Regions from separate parts of the Oryzias latipes genome. Here region 2 is linked to region 1. Evidence: chromatin contacts called from public Hi-C data. All regions are on one chromosome and are shown on one strand. Each heading gives the region's core, a stretch centred on a gene start, on an enhancer-like site or on the middle of the called end of the contact. The rest is flanking DNA. Distances are from core to core; before and after follow the strand shown. Region 1 holds the start of glod5 (glyoxalase domain-containing protein 5). Region 2 holds the start of prps1 (ribose-phosphate pyrophosphokinase 1).

What was found. Hi-C and Micro-C count contacts between places; a contact is called where the count stands out from the background.
Region 2: a Hi-C map of embryo shows a contact between it and region 1, with 2.3 times the contacts expected there. The contact joins the promoter of prps1 here to the promoter of glod5 in region 1. A contact is called at or near these places in 2 of 5 Hi-C or Micro-C datasets (embryo and fibroblasts).

What each region holds. Positions count from the first base shown.
Region 1 is chr10:17,958,855-17,962,140 of ASM223467v1, reverse strand. glod5 (glyoxalase domain-containing protein 5) reads right to left here and starts at 1,403. Exons shown (of 4, transcript XM_004073349.3): 1 at 1,118-1,403; 2 at 615-770; 3 at 252-407; 4 at 1-130. The coding sequence starts at 1,174. It overlaps rlim (E3 ubiquitin-protein ligase RLIM), which reads right to left. Exons shown (of 4, transcript XM_023959254.1): 4 at 1,588-3,286. The coding sequence ends at 3,112.
Region 2 is chr10:18,218,304-18,221,535 of ASM223467v1, reverse strand. It overlaps prps1 (ribose-phosphate pyrophosphokinase 1), which reads right to left and starts at 1,666. Exons shown (of 7, transcript XM_011480298.3): 1 at 1,343-1,666; 2 at 761-950. The coding sequence starts at 1,464.

The sequences.
Region 1 (3,286 bases), core at 154-2,653:
CCTTAATGGGCTGGTTGTAGTTTGAAACTTCAATGAGATTACTGTCAGGATCTCGGAAATACAGAGAAGTGATGGCTCCCACCGCCCCACTCCTCTCGACAGGACCCTCTTCGATCTCAACTCCACACGTCTGGAAAAGACAAAAATAAAAATAAAAAATAAAGGGGGGAGAGAAAAGTTTAACTTGTTTCGCTTTTGTGCGTACGTTTTTAAACCCAAACTGATAAATTGATAAAGTCGTCAAAAAGCACCTTCAGATGAGCAGCTACTGCAGTCAGAGGGGTTGTGGTGATTAGGCAAAGGTCGGCTGAGCCTGCAGTTGGTTGCTTTGCTTTTGGTTCAAATTCTTGACCCAACTGGTGAAGGTTGAACTTCTGCTGCCCAAAACTAAGAGCTTTGCGGTTTCCCTGAGAATTAAAAAATAAAAGAAAAAATAAAATATAGAGGGTCTAATATTGGCTGCAGCTGATGTGCTGTCAAAGCCTGCCATCTAGTGGTCACTTCTGACATTTTCTTTAAGACAAAGCAGTTCTCCTCATAAAAATAATAGATTGGTAAAATAAATAAAACACAACGAATGTCAAATTATCTGACTGATCTTTAGCTAAACATACCTTGAAGGTGACTTCTTCCATGCCCAGGACTGAGGTATAAAAGTTGATAGTCTTGGGGATGCTTTTCACCGTTAACACCAAATGATCCACGTGACTCACTTTAACCGGACTCTTTGATTTGAATCTCACAAATCGATGGGCCTGAATAGGAACAACCTACACAAAACACGACAAATACGCTCAAAACAAACTCATTGATTGAATTGGAAGCGTTGCTCTGAAGTTTAAGCTCAACAGCGACACTCTGTGGCGAATGTGCGCCACGTTCCATTAACCTAAGACAAAGGTCGCTTCTGAATAAATAACTAAACGTTTTTTGTTTTTGTTTTTTACTAATATTTATTTAGTTAGTTTTAAAACTAAAGTTGTCTGTAACAACTTTCAACTGTTGTCTCGCTTTAATCATCTTCATGCAAAAGCACACTAGAAACACTTCGATGTTGAAATAAAACAAGCGGAAATACAATTGTTAGATGAAAAAATGAGAAGATTAGATTAGTAACCTGCAAAACGTTTCTGTAAAAATGCGACAAATTGCTTGCAGCTGTCCGGAGCGCCATTCTTGCGGCAGAGTGCTGTAGTCTGGCTCTGACTTCCGTGTTTCTTTTCTGCCTGCTAAGCAACCGAGCTAGGCCAGGGTTAGCTTAACACGCATCTTTTTTTTTTCGTCTTCTTGTAACTCAAAGTTTTATCTAAACGTTTAAAAAAATGAAAAACTACAAGTGTAAAATGAATTAGACTTATATAAATACACTATAAATGAAGCCATTACTTAAGTATTTCACTCAGGAGTCGATTGCATTCTGGGATATGTAGTGAATAACATTCTTGCAGCTGATGGGTACCGGGTAAACAGAAACTGCTTTTCCATTACCCTTACTATTACCAGATTAATCTTTTTAAACAAAAATGAAAAACTGTAATCCCATAAACTAAGCTATGAAATGAAAAAGAAAGACTGCATACCTGTAGAGTTATTTCAAAGCATAGCAACATGTTTAATTCAGCGATTAGTTTCATTTGAATCCCAGTTAACATACTGCACTGGGTGGGACACAGAACAAGGTCAAACCTAAACTTGACCCAAGTGAAAACATACATTTCAATAACATGTTTTTTTTTTATATATATACTCAGCAAAATCCTGCATTCAAACATTATGTCCCAAAAAAGGGAAATAATAAATGTGTCTAAAACATCAAAAACAGAAAAAATGAAAGGTGTCATTGATATCTTTCCTTTTTTATTATTATTTTTTTTAGCCAGTTAATCCACTGGGCTAATAAAGTCTGAAAAAGTCTAAGAAAAACTAAACACATACTGTAAAAGACAAAATAAGTCTTCGTTTAAGGTTTTAGTCATACACAAGTTTTTTTTTTTAAACAACAGTATACATATTTATATTGTGGTTTGTACTTTCCTGTCTTGTATTGCACACAAGTTGGTAGCATTTGCTCATGAAGCATTCAAACGGCCACCATGAGCAAATGTCTTTATACTGAAGAATATAAGCAAAATAAAATAAAAATAATCAAAGTGTACAAATGTGACAGTCAAACATTTTTGAATAATACATAAAGCAGGAATTTGTACAATTAAGATCAAACTAGATTGACTCAGTCCTGGTCTTTATAAGAGTTAAATGAACATTTCTTCAATTGCCAGCAGCTAAAAGATTAAATTCACAAAGGTGGAAATAGCTGTTTATGATCTGGGGCACAAAAGCCACTATTTACTTTCTATTATCATGCAAGTTAATATATGACCAAGTAGGGAAATCCCAAACTTGATAGCAACACGCTTTACCAATATTGAAACATCTTTTATTTCTTTTGTATCCTTGTTGTGAACAAGACAATTGAAAGGAATTGAAAACCGGATTTGTTTTCCCCTGACGGATAAGGAGAGAAGGGTTTGGAAAGGGAGGAGGGAGTTTACAAATGATCAGTTCATCCCACAGCGTTTGGAAAACCTCTACACAGACTGTGCTACATACTTCGACACCATCGGATTCAATCAGTCAGAGGCTTTCCCTGCAGCACGAGACCATTCACATTCCCAAACCGAGTGATGCAAAGCAGGGTTCAAACCGTTTTTGTACAAGCTTATTTACAGCTTCCATTCTGACCTGGGAAAATTGCGCCAACATTCAAATCATTAAGGTAAAATTGGAGATTAAATACAAAATTAAAATATTGCATGTGTAAATTAGTTGTAGGCGAGCAGCACTTCTGAACAGAGGGTCAATTATGGGATACTGGTTCTGCTTTTGTGCATGGTGTGATGACCAGAATGTGTTTAACTCAAAACTAAAAACACTTGACTTTAAAAAAAAAAAAAAAAAAAGACTTCCTGTCTTGATACTTAGTACCAAAAAAAAGGCTGACCTTATGATTAGTTGACTGATATAAAGGAATATAGTCAAACATTGAAGAAATGTGTATTGAACATTTTATAACAGGTTGAGAAAAACAAAAAAACAGGAGCAGTTCTTCAGTTAGACCACACTTTCTCGGTTGGCTGACACCAGGACGGCCCGGCGGCAGATGGGGCAGGTGGAGTTTTCAGAGAGCCAGCGATCTATGCAGTGCACGTGATATTCATGAGAGCATGGGAGCTTGCGAAGCTTGTTGCCCTCTGCGTATTCCGTGATGCAGACACTACAGGTCTTC
Region 2 (3,232 bases), core at 417-2,916, 260 kb before region 1:
AGTCAACAAGGTGAAGGGCTCCAGCTGATTGGTCAAATGCATAAAAGGATTTATTTGATTTGTTCAATACTTCAAGCGGCCATAAGACTGTTTGAGCACATTTATTGTAACCACTTATGGCAATTCTCGCCGTCTTTTGCGATATGCGTATTGCACAGGTTGATGTTGCGATAATGTTAAATTTGTGATATACTGTGCAGGCCTTGTAGCTGACTATTGTTGTGCAGCATTATAAGATAATATGTGCTTTAAACTCACAAAATAACCTGATGGGAAAAGTTAAACTTTTTTCTTTTCGCTAAAGTTTTCCTTGGTATTTGTTAAATCAATGCTAATTTTGTAAACCTTACTTCTAAAAATTAATATCCTTTTATTTTTCTTTAGCCAGAGAGCCACTATAGAGGGGCGAAAAAGTCATATGTGGCTCTGGAGCCTTAGGTTGCAGACCCCCGATCTAGAATCTAGAAGTACATAATCTAAGACTTTAAAGCGTTTTCGTTTATTTCAAATGCAAGCTATTTTTATGTTCCAAATACAGCATCTAACAGCAAACAGTTGGATTGCTACCCAAGCACAACATTCTTTCATGCACCAAGATGAAAAAACTTAGTGTAACAGCCTAAACCAGAATGGTAAGTGATAGTGAAACAAGCAAACAGGATCACTGAGTGCTTAGGATGAACATGGCTGCAAGCTTCTTGTCATGACGCTGGATGGCAAAAAAAAGCATGACAGAAGTAAGTAGACAGATATCCCTCACCCCCACCTTGTCCTTCTTGTCTTGCCGGGCATAGGGAAAGCAGGGGATGACGGCGGTGACCCTGGAGGCTGAGGCAATCTTGCAAGCGTTGATCATGATCAACAGCTCCATCAAATTGTCATTTATCTCCCCACAGCCACTCTGCACAATGTAGACATCTTCTCCACGTACACTCTCTCCTATCTCCACGCTGTCGCAAAAAAAGGTAACAAGACAAACAGCACTTAAGCCATGAGGTTGCGCAGCATGGCAACTACGAGATAGATGATGATGAGGCAGAGTAAACAATGGCTCATGTCCACATCATGTGATCATCGGGTCAGATCAACGTTTAAAATGAAGTTATGGACGAAGCATGAACCTACAGTGATAGGTTTACATTAATTGTAACACTTTTGGAAAGCAATACAACTTAAAAAAAAAAGTTAGACTACTAGCTAGTACGAGGTAAAGTAAAAACTACAATTTCCATGTGACACTGCGCGGCAGTTTTACCGCGACACCACGTTTTCCATTTTCAGCCCACACGTTGCCTGCGTTTAAGTACTTCGTTTCATGTCAAACCCACGGCGAAACGCTTACCATGTTTCTTGGTTGCTAAATTTTTTGGTTACAACCTTCCCGAGTTCGAGCCCCAAACGGTCTGCTATTTTCTGAGACAGATCCGGATGTGAGCTGCCACTAAAAATCTTGATGTTCGGCATTTTGTTGGGAGTCCGGGGCCCGGTTCGGTCCAAGCGAGCTGTTGTCGAGTCCAAATAACCGAAGAGCCCGGGACGAAAACTAAATTCGGATCAACAGTTAAGGAGCTGCTATTGAGATTGTTCCCTATCTGTCCTCCATTATGCCAGACTCAGAGCGCGTGCGGTCCATCGTCCCTGGGCGGTGCGCGCACGCTTTCCGTTACGTTTTTATTTGTCGCGGTTACGTCATTGTTCCCGGAAACGCCCTCAAACATCCTGTGAGCGAGATATAAGAACTCTTTAAATATTAAATTGCCAAATTGCGATGAAATATGAAACGTATCGTCTTAATAACAAATTACACTAAATATTCACCCTTAAATAACTGATATTTTGTTTTTTCTCTCTACTTTTTTCTCATAAGTTTGACCCGGTTTTAGTAAATTCATTTGTTGATTGATGTGGTTTATTGTCATTCCACATATAGTATTTGCAGAGAAATACACACGTGAGACGAGATGTTATTTCTCACTAGCATGACAGTGCAAATAAGCAAGCAATAAAATAACAATCAACGAATAAAAATAACAATAAAATAAGATTAAAATAAAATAAAATAAATTAGAGACCAGCGTTCAGTGTGATTACAGTGACTGTGCATTTAGCAAAAGTCTTGTTTATAGGGGTGGGGGTGGGGGGGTGTTAGAGTCTGTATCCATGTAGTGTTGTTTGGGGGTTGGGGGTGATCCTTTGGGTCTTATTGCAGAGTAGAGTTTGTGAGATCATGTAGACATGAGGAGGACAGTCCATCTGAAACTGATACTCCTGAACCTCCTCCCAGATGGCATGAGGGAGAACAGTCCATGAGAGGAGTGCTGGGGGTCCCTAATTATGGAGGTTGCTCTGCGTGGGCAGTGCCACTGGTATAGCTCCTCCAGGAGAGGGGCACCAACAATCTTGCTTGCTGTCCTGACAATCTTGCTGAGCCGTTGTTTGTCCTGAACCTTGCAGCTGCCAAACCAGGTTGTATATGGGGCGCCCATAGTAGTAAAGCTCTGTGTCAGGATGTCCTCAATGGTGCCCTTGTAGAAGGTGATGAGGTGAAGTGTTGGAATTCCAGGCTTTTTGAGGCTTCGGAGGGAATGGAGACGCTTCTGTGCTTTTCTGATGACCATTGTGGAGTTGGTGGAGGTGGACAAGTCATTAGTGAGGTGCACCCCCAGGAACTTGATGCTGTCGACCTTCTCCAGGACCGTTTATGGTCAGATGAGTGTGGTGATTGCCAGATGTCCTGAAGTCGATCACCATTTCATTTGTTTTGTCCATGTTGATCTGGAGGTTATGGGATGTACACCACACTGCTAGCTGCTCCACCTCCATTCTGTAAGCAGACTCATCATTGTCGCTTATGAGCTCAATCACTGTTGTGTCATCTGCGAATTTGACAATGTGGTTGGTGTTGTATCGAGCTGCGCAATCATGCGTGAGCAGACTGAACAGCAGTGGATTCAGGACACACCCCTGTGGTGTGCCCCTTGCTATGCGAGATGGGCCTTGATGTGTGTCTGCCGATCTTGACTGTCTGCAGCCGGTCTGTCAGGAAGCTGAGTGTCCAGTTGCAGATTGCCGTGTCCACGCCTAGTAGCCTCAGCTTCTCCACCAACTGCTGTGGAATGATGGTGTTAAAAGCCGAGCTGAAGTTGATGAAGAGGACTCTAGCATAGGTGTTTTTCCTCTCTAGATGTGGCAGTGAGGTGGAGAGTGGTGGACATGGCATCTTCCATGGATC